Linked DNA regions of Sus scrofa: region 1 is linked to region 2. The links are chromatin contacts, called in public Hi-C maps. All regions are on one chromosome and are shown on one strand. Each heading gives the region's core, a stretch centred on a gene start, on an enhancer-like site or on the middle of the called end of the contact. The rest is flanking DNA. Distances are from core to core; before and after follow the strand shown. Region 1 holds the start of TTYH2 (protein tweety homolog 2). Region 2 holds the start of KIF19 (kinesin-like protein KIF19).

The links. A called contact is a pair of places that touch in the nucleus more often than the background predicts.
Region 1: a Hi-C map of embryonic fibroblasts shows a contact between it and region 2, with 5 times the contacts expected there. The contact joins the promoter of TTYH2 here to the promoter of KIF19 in region 2. A contact is called at or near these places in 1 of 5 promoter capture datasets (liver), 6 of 47 Hi-C or Micro-C datasets (embryonic fibroblasts, heart right ventricle, liver and 3 more) and 2 of 2 datasets of contacts at active chromatin or transcription factors (alveolar macrophages and skeletal muscle).

The regions. Positions count from the first base shown.
Region 1 is chr12:6,880,134-6,883,123 of Sscrofa11.1, forward strand. TTYH2 (protein tweety homolog 2) reads right to left here and starts at 1,429. Exons shown (of 16, transcript XM_021066683.1): 1 at 1,256-1,429; 2 at 294-384; 3 at 120-175. The coding sequence starts at 1,414.
Region 2 is chr12:6,801,459-6,804,505 of Sscrofa11.1, forward strand. KIF19 (kinesin-like protein KIF19) reads right to left here and starts at 1,608. Exons shown (of 20, transcript XM_013980788.2): 1 at 1,426-1,608. The coding sequence starts at 1,464.

The DNA.
Region 1 (2,990 bases), core at 179-2,678, 78 kb after region 2:
GCCCCGCCCCAGGCCCCGCCCCTGCCCCAGGCCCCGCCCGGCCCCGGACTGGGCCCCGCCCCCTAAGCGCGCGCCCGCCCGGGCCCCCTCCTGGATCCGGCCCCTCGCCCTGGGCTCACCCTAGGGCTACGAAGGGTCGCGCCCAAGAACCCGAAGCCTTCTTTTGGTCTGGAATCTGTCCCGGCCCCACGGACGAAAGAGGTGGAAAGAGAAGTGAAAACAGCTCTCAGAATCTGTCTCTTAACAGCAGTCTCCAGATCCCCGGGCTTCTGGTTACTTCTCAAATCAAGCACCATAGTGTCTGTGAGGACGGTGGGCAGTGGTGGCACGAGGGAGGCGAGGCCGGCCGCTGCTAGCGCTTTTAGAGGCTAGTGAACTGACAGACTGGGGACGGAAGGGAGCAACGCTCAGTCCCCGAGTCACTGGTTCTAAATTCAGTCTCAACCGTGATGGAGCGTCCCACTCTATAAACCAGGTGCACTCAAAGACTTGGTCCTGCCCTGGGAGCGCCCAATCCATCTGCCCAAACAACTAATGGGTGTCGCCTGGAAAGCCATGGGGATTGAGAAAGGCAGCCGATTCTTCCTAGCCGGCGGCACGGGGCGGGCCCCCTGGGGCAGAGACCCGGGAGGTGTCTCGAGGGGAAAGGCGGGGAAGGGCGAGAGGTCTCAGGGAGGCGCCAGAGCCGTCAACACAAGTTTCCTGAGCGCCTACTCTGTGCCGGACTCTGTTCTATCCGTGAACGCAAGCGGCCAGAATCTCTCGAGGGAAGAGGACCTCATTTTAGGGGTGGATGGTAGCAGTCCCCATGTGAAGACAGAAACCGCGCTAAGTTAGCGGTGCTCTGGAGAAAAGCAGAGCAGGGTCCGCGCACCAGGCGGCGGCGGGGATACCGGGTGGGGGTGTAGGCCCGGGCCCGATGGAGCCTGGGGGCAGATCGCACTCTCCGAGGCGGAGGTCTTGCGACCCAAACAGCGTGCCGGGAAGGCGGGACGCGAGGGGGCGGGAAGGGGGTGGTTAAGGTTTGGGACAGGGTCCAGGGGAGGATAAAGGGCCGCCTGAGGTTGGTGAGATGGGAGTGGGGGAGTTAAGGAGACCTGACGGGATCCGCCTTGGGTTGCAAACAGTCGCAAGTGGTAGCGAGGGGGCATAGAGACACGGGCGGAAGACGCCCGTGAGAAAAGAAACCCCAGAGACTTCAGGACTTCTGGCTTGGAGGAGGCGGAACTTGCGGGTGAAATGCCAGCAAACATACTTGGCTGCTAGAGGGGGACAGACGCCAGACGTCCCTTCTTCTCTCAGAGATCCAGGTGTGGGAGGTGGAGTCTGTTCTGCGGCCGAGGCCTCTCTTCCGGGCGGTCACAGTCCGGGTCAAGGTTCCCTGCGCCTCGCGGCGGCTGTCCCATCTGCGCATGCCTGCCCAAAGCCCAGGCGCCCGGCGGGGCAAGGACGCTGGAGGGCGCTGTCCCTCTCACAGGGGTCTTCAGCAAATTTTGAACATCTCTGTTCTAAGGGGTATAGCGATAACCAAAACATGCACGTCCCTGCCGGCGTGGGGTCTGACGTTTAATAGGGGAGGGGAGGCAGCTTTTATCCCATACGGTGATGAACTACAACCCCCCTTAAGTGCTTTCAAGGGCCCAGTATGTAAAGGGGGGCGAGGTCTGGGGGGCGGGGATGTTTCCTAAAGAATGGCCCAAGAGCTAATAGCTGAGGGCTGGGGGAGGATGGATTCTGAGCATGGGGGTACAGACAGTACACTGTGACATCGGAGACCAAGGTCTGCAAGGAGCAGAAGGGGAATCAGGAAGTGCAAACCCCGGGGTGAGGGGAGTGACAAGGAGGCGGGGAAACTACACAGAAAGACAGATCAGGGGCTGGCTGCCAGGGGCTGCAGTGCAAGAGGGAACTTTGGGGTGATGGTAATATTTTCTCTGGATTGCTGTGGTGGTTACACAGCTGTAATGTCCAACTATGCAGAACTGTGTACCCAAAGGAGCGAGTTTCACTGAATTATATCTCAATTAGCCTTACTTTATTTTTGGCTGCTCCTGCGGCAGGCAGAAGTTCCCAGGCCAAGGATCTCACCAGAGCCACAGCAGTGACGCCAAATCCTTTACTGCTAAGCCACCAGGGAACTCCAGCCTTACTTTAAAATAAATACATTAAAAAAAAAAAGGAAAGACGCTGGCAAGGTAAGCCTGGGTCACCTGGCCCCACAGGCCCTGGGAAGGGTTTTGGTCTTGAACCAGTCGGGCTGGTAGCTGAGCAAAATGGACCTGAAGCGATTCCACTGGGCCCTTAATGGGCACTGATAAACAGCATGACCATGCAGCCCCGGGACCTCGGGGCTAGGCACTGCCTGGTGCCATGTACAAGCTCCCCTCTGTGCCCCCCTCCTTCTCAACAGCACAGGCTGCAGCTGCTGAGCCCGGCCATGGGCCACGGGCCACAGGCCACACACCAAGCCGGAAGTTATGAGGATTTGGCATTCCTCTAGGAAGATTAGATCAAATGCCAACGCATTACAGAAGGGAGGAGAGGGGTCTGCCTGCAGGGAAGTGGCAGGAGCCAGCCCTGACCCCGGAGGGAGGGGGGCCTGCACCCCACAGGTAAAGACAGAGACTGCCTGGAAAAGCTCACCTTCAGGGCCACCTGCAGCCACAGGGTGCAGCTTGGAACACACAAACCTGCTTGGCCAGTCTGCGACCAGCTAGCCAGTGACCATCTTAGCTGCTTCCCCAGGGGCCTGCTGACTTAGACAAGTGGCCAGTGAAGCAAAGAAGCAGAACAGAAACGTGAGGCCTCCCCAGGACTCGTTAAGGGGTTGAAGTGAACAGCAGTCCCGCCCGCACCCCACCCGCGGTGGGAACCAGCTCATCCAGGCTGGCCAGCTGGCCTCAACAGGGCTTAAAAACATACCCAGGCCTCAAACCAACCACGCATAATCTCTGGAATCAGCCCTGGCCACCACCGTGGACTTTTTGTGT
Region 2 (3,047 bases), core at 358-2,857:
CAGAGAGGGTCTGGGGCTCCTTGGGGGCCTGGGGCTGAGGTTCCCCTGCAGAGGCTGGAGTCTCCAGGGCTGCCTTGTCCTCCAGTTACAGCACCACCCACCTGCTGGGGAGGGAGGCCCTTCCCCAGATCTCAGAAGTCAGGGGGCAGGGAGGGGGCTGGGAGGAAGCAGTGGCTTTGGGGTCACGGAGTCTTTCCCCTCAGCACTCTCACCTGGCACCACGGGTCATTAGAAATCTGTCTTTGGGAGTTCCCATCGTGGCGCAGTGGTTAACGAATCCCACTAGGAACCATGAGGTTGCGGGTTCGATCCCTGGCCTTGCTCAGTGGGTTAAGGATCCAGCGTTGCCGTGAGCTGTGGTGTAGGTTGCAGACGCGGCTTGGATCCCGCGTTGCTGTGGCTCTGGCGTAGGCCAGTGGCTACAGCTCCGATTCAACCCCTAGCCTGGGAACCTCCATATGCCGCGGGAGCGGCCCAAGAAATAGCATCAACAACAACAGCAAAAAGACAAAAGACAAAAGACAAAAAAAAAAAAAAAAAAAAAAAAAAGAAATCTGTCTTTGAAGTTCCCCTCGTGGTGCAGCGGAAATGAATCTGACCAGGAACCATGAGGTTGCAGGTTCGATCCCTGGCCCCGCTCAGTGGGTAGGATCCGGCGTTGCTGTGGCTATGGCGTAGGCCAGCAGCTGTAGCTTTGATTAGACCCCTAGTCTGGGAACCTCCTTATGCCCCTGGTGCGGCCCTAAAAAGCAAACAAAAGAAAAAAAAGAAATCTGTAGTTGCCTCTACCCGCCTCCCACACCCCCCACTCACACCTCTTCCTCTGCCCCAGATCCCAGGGCAGGGGGCGGGGATGGGGGGTGGGGGGTGCATCTTGTTTGCTTCCAGCACTTCTCTGAAACATTTAGAGTCCTGACTAGGGCAGCCTCTGTGTTGCAACCCAATAAGCCAGCCACCTGCAACCCTGTGCCAGCTCCTCTGGCAGGTGGGGGCGGCTATTGTGTCTACCTGTGATTCCCCAAACCCTTTAATCGCCTGAACTAGGAAACTCCCACCTTTCTTCTCAGGGCGGGTAGGTCAAGCCCTCCCTGCCCCTGGCTTTTCTGGATCAGAGAGCAGTCTTGTCCCAGAGGCCCATCTGCAGAGGTGAGTGCCAGGGGTCCCCTGGTGGGAGGGTGGAAAGGGGGAGCGGGGCTGAAGCCAGGTTAACTTTTCAGGCCTTAGCAGGATGGCCGCGGTGCCTTCCTTCGTGACATCCATGACTTGGGGAAAGTTGCTCTGGACAGTCCCAGCCCGGATGCTGAGTGTCTTCTTCGTGGGGGCACACAGTCCAGTCCAGAGGCCGACGGAGAGTTTGGGTTCGCGGGGGGGTGGGGCATGGAGGGGTCGAGGAGGAGGAGGAGGAGGAGGCTGATGGGGTCTCACCATGAGTTGCTGGTCCTTGGAGTCCCCGCTGTCCTTCATGCTTCCGGCGGGTGGAAGGGCTCAGGCCGCGACAGCGCGCATGGCCGAGCCGCACCCCCACCGCCGCCGCCGCCGCCGCCGCCGGGTCCCTCGCAGCCTCGCCTGCGCCGCGGCTGCCTGACAACCCGAAACCAACAACGCGCCCGCGGCCGAGGGCGCTGACCCGGAGGCGGGGCCGGGGGAGGGCCCGACGGCGCCTCCCGCCCCCCGCGCCCCCGCCCCTCCGCGCTGCGGCCCAAAGCTGGTCGCCTCCGCCGAGGAGGCGCCCGAGCCTGCGCCGCTCTCCCGGCGACTGTCCGCCTGTGCGAACCTCCGGCCCCCGGCGCGGCCCCGCGTCCGCCGAGCACCGCCGCGTCCGTCCGTTTGGTAGCTCTGGGCTCCCCCTCCCCGCGGCCCCCGGCTCGCGGCCCCGGCTCCCCTCGCACCGCCCTCCAGGGGGCGCCCGTCCGGCCGCGCGACTCGAAGGCCCGCCGCGCTCCCGGCCGCTGGGGCCACGCGCATCTGCTGCCAGTCTGCCCGCCTGTCTGATCTCAGCGTCTCCAGGGCGGCGGCGGGCAGCCTTGTGTTTCCATGGGCGCTGCGTGCATCGTGGCTGTGGCTCGTGTCTCTGGCGTGGAGTCTTCACTCCGTGTCCAGTGACAGAGGAGGTAAAGAGTTGGCCTTTGGCCCGGGCTGCCCACCCGAGCGTGCAGGGGAGCACCTGTATTACTTGGATTGTGTCCCAGAAGAGCCCGCCTCAAGGTACCCCACTAGCAAACAAGACCTCATGGGGAAACCCAGAATCTAGGTCAAGGCGGCTGGGTCTGTGTGTTCCCTGCCTGCTGTTAAGAGCCACGATACTGTGCAAGAAGGTGTCCGTCAAACGCTGCAGTCTCCATTCTTGGGGAGATCAACAGCAGTTACACAGTGGAAAGATTCCTGGCCTCAGGAGGCCCCCCCGGGAAAATAGGATTCTGGTCCCAGCTCGGCATCCAACTTGCCAAACCACCTGGAGCCAGTCTTTCCTGTCCCCCTCCGGGGCTTAGTTTCCTGGGCGATGGTGGAGCTCCGCCCACTTCTGTTGGTCCATATTTCTTGTCTTCTGCCCCCACTGAAGCTGAACCAGGCAGCCCCCCACCCCCACCCCCGCAAAGACTGGGCAAGGGGAGTCTAGCAAGGTCACTTTCCTTTTAAGGAGCCGCTCATCCCCCAGAACTGTCTCAGACAGCCTGGCATACACCCCGAGGCAGAGCGTGATGCCAGCCTGGGCTCTGGGACTGGCTTCCCCGGCTGCCCCCAAGGAGCATCTGTTAGGTATAGTTATTAATAAACCATGGCAGGACGCAGCCCCTGGCCCCAGCTTTGATAAATAGATAAACCAAGAGACGCTCCACAGAAACGAAACACTCTTGCAGGGGGTCCCAAGGGTTTGTCCTGTTCACTGGCCAAGGCTGCCCCCTGGGGCTGTACATGGAAGCTGGCTGGTCTGCAAATGGGTGAGCTGCAGGGAGGAGCAGGAAAGTCTGAAGACATGTCATTTGGATTGAAAACTCCCTCTGGGCTTGCATTTCAGACCCCAGGGTCTAATCTGTTTGGGCCAGCAC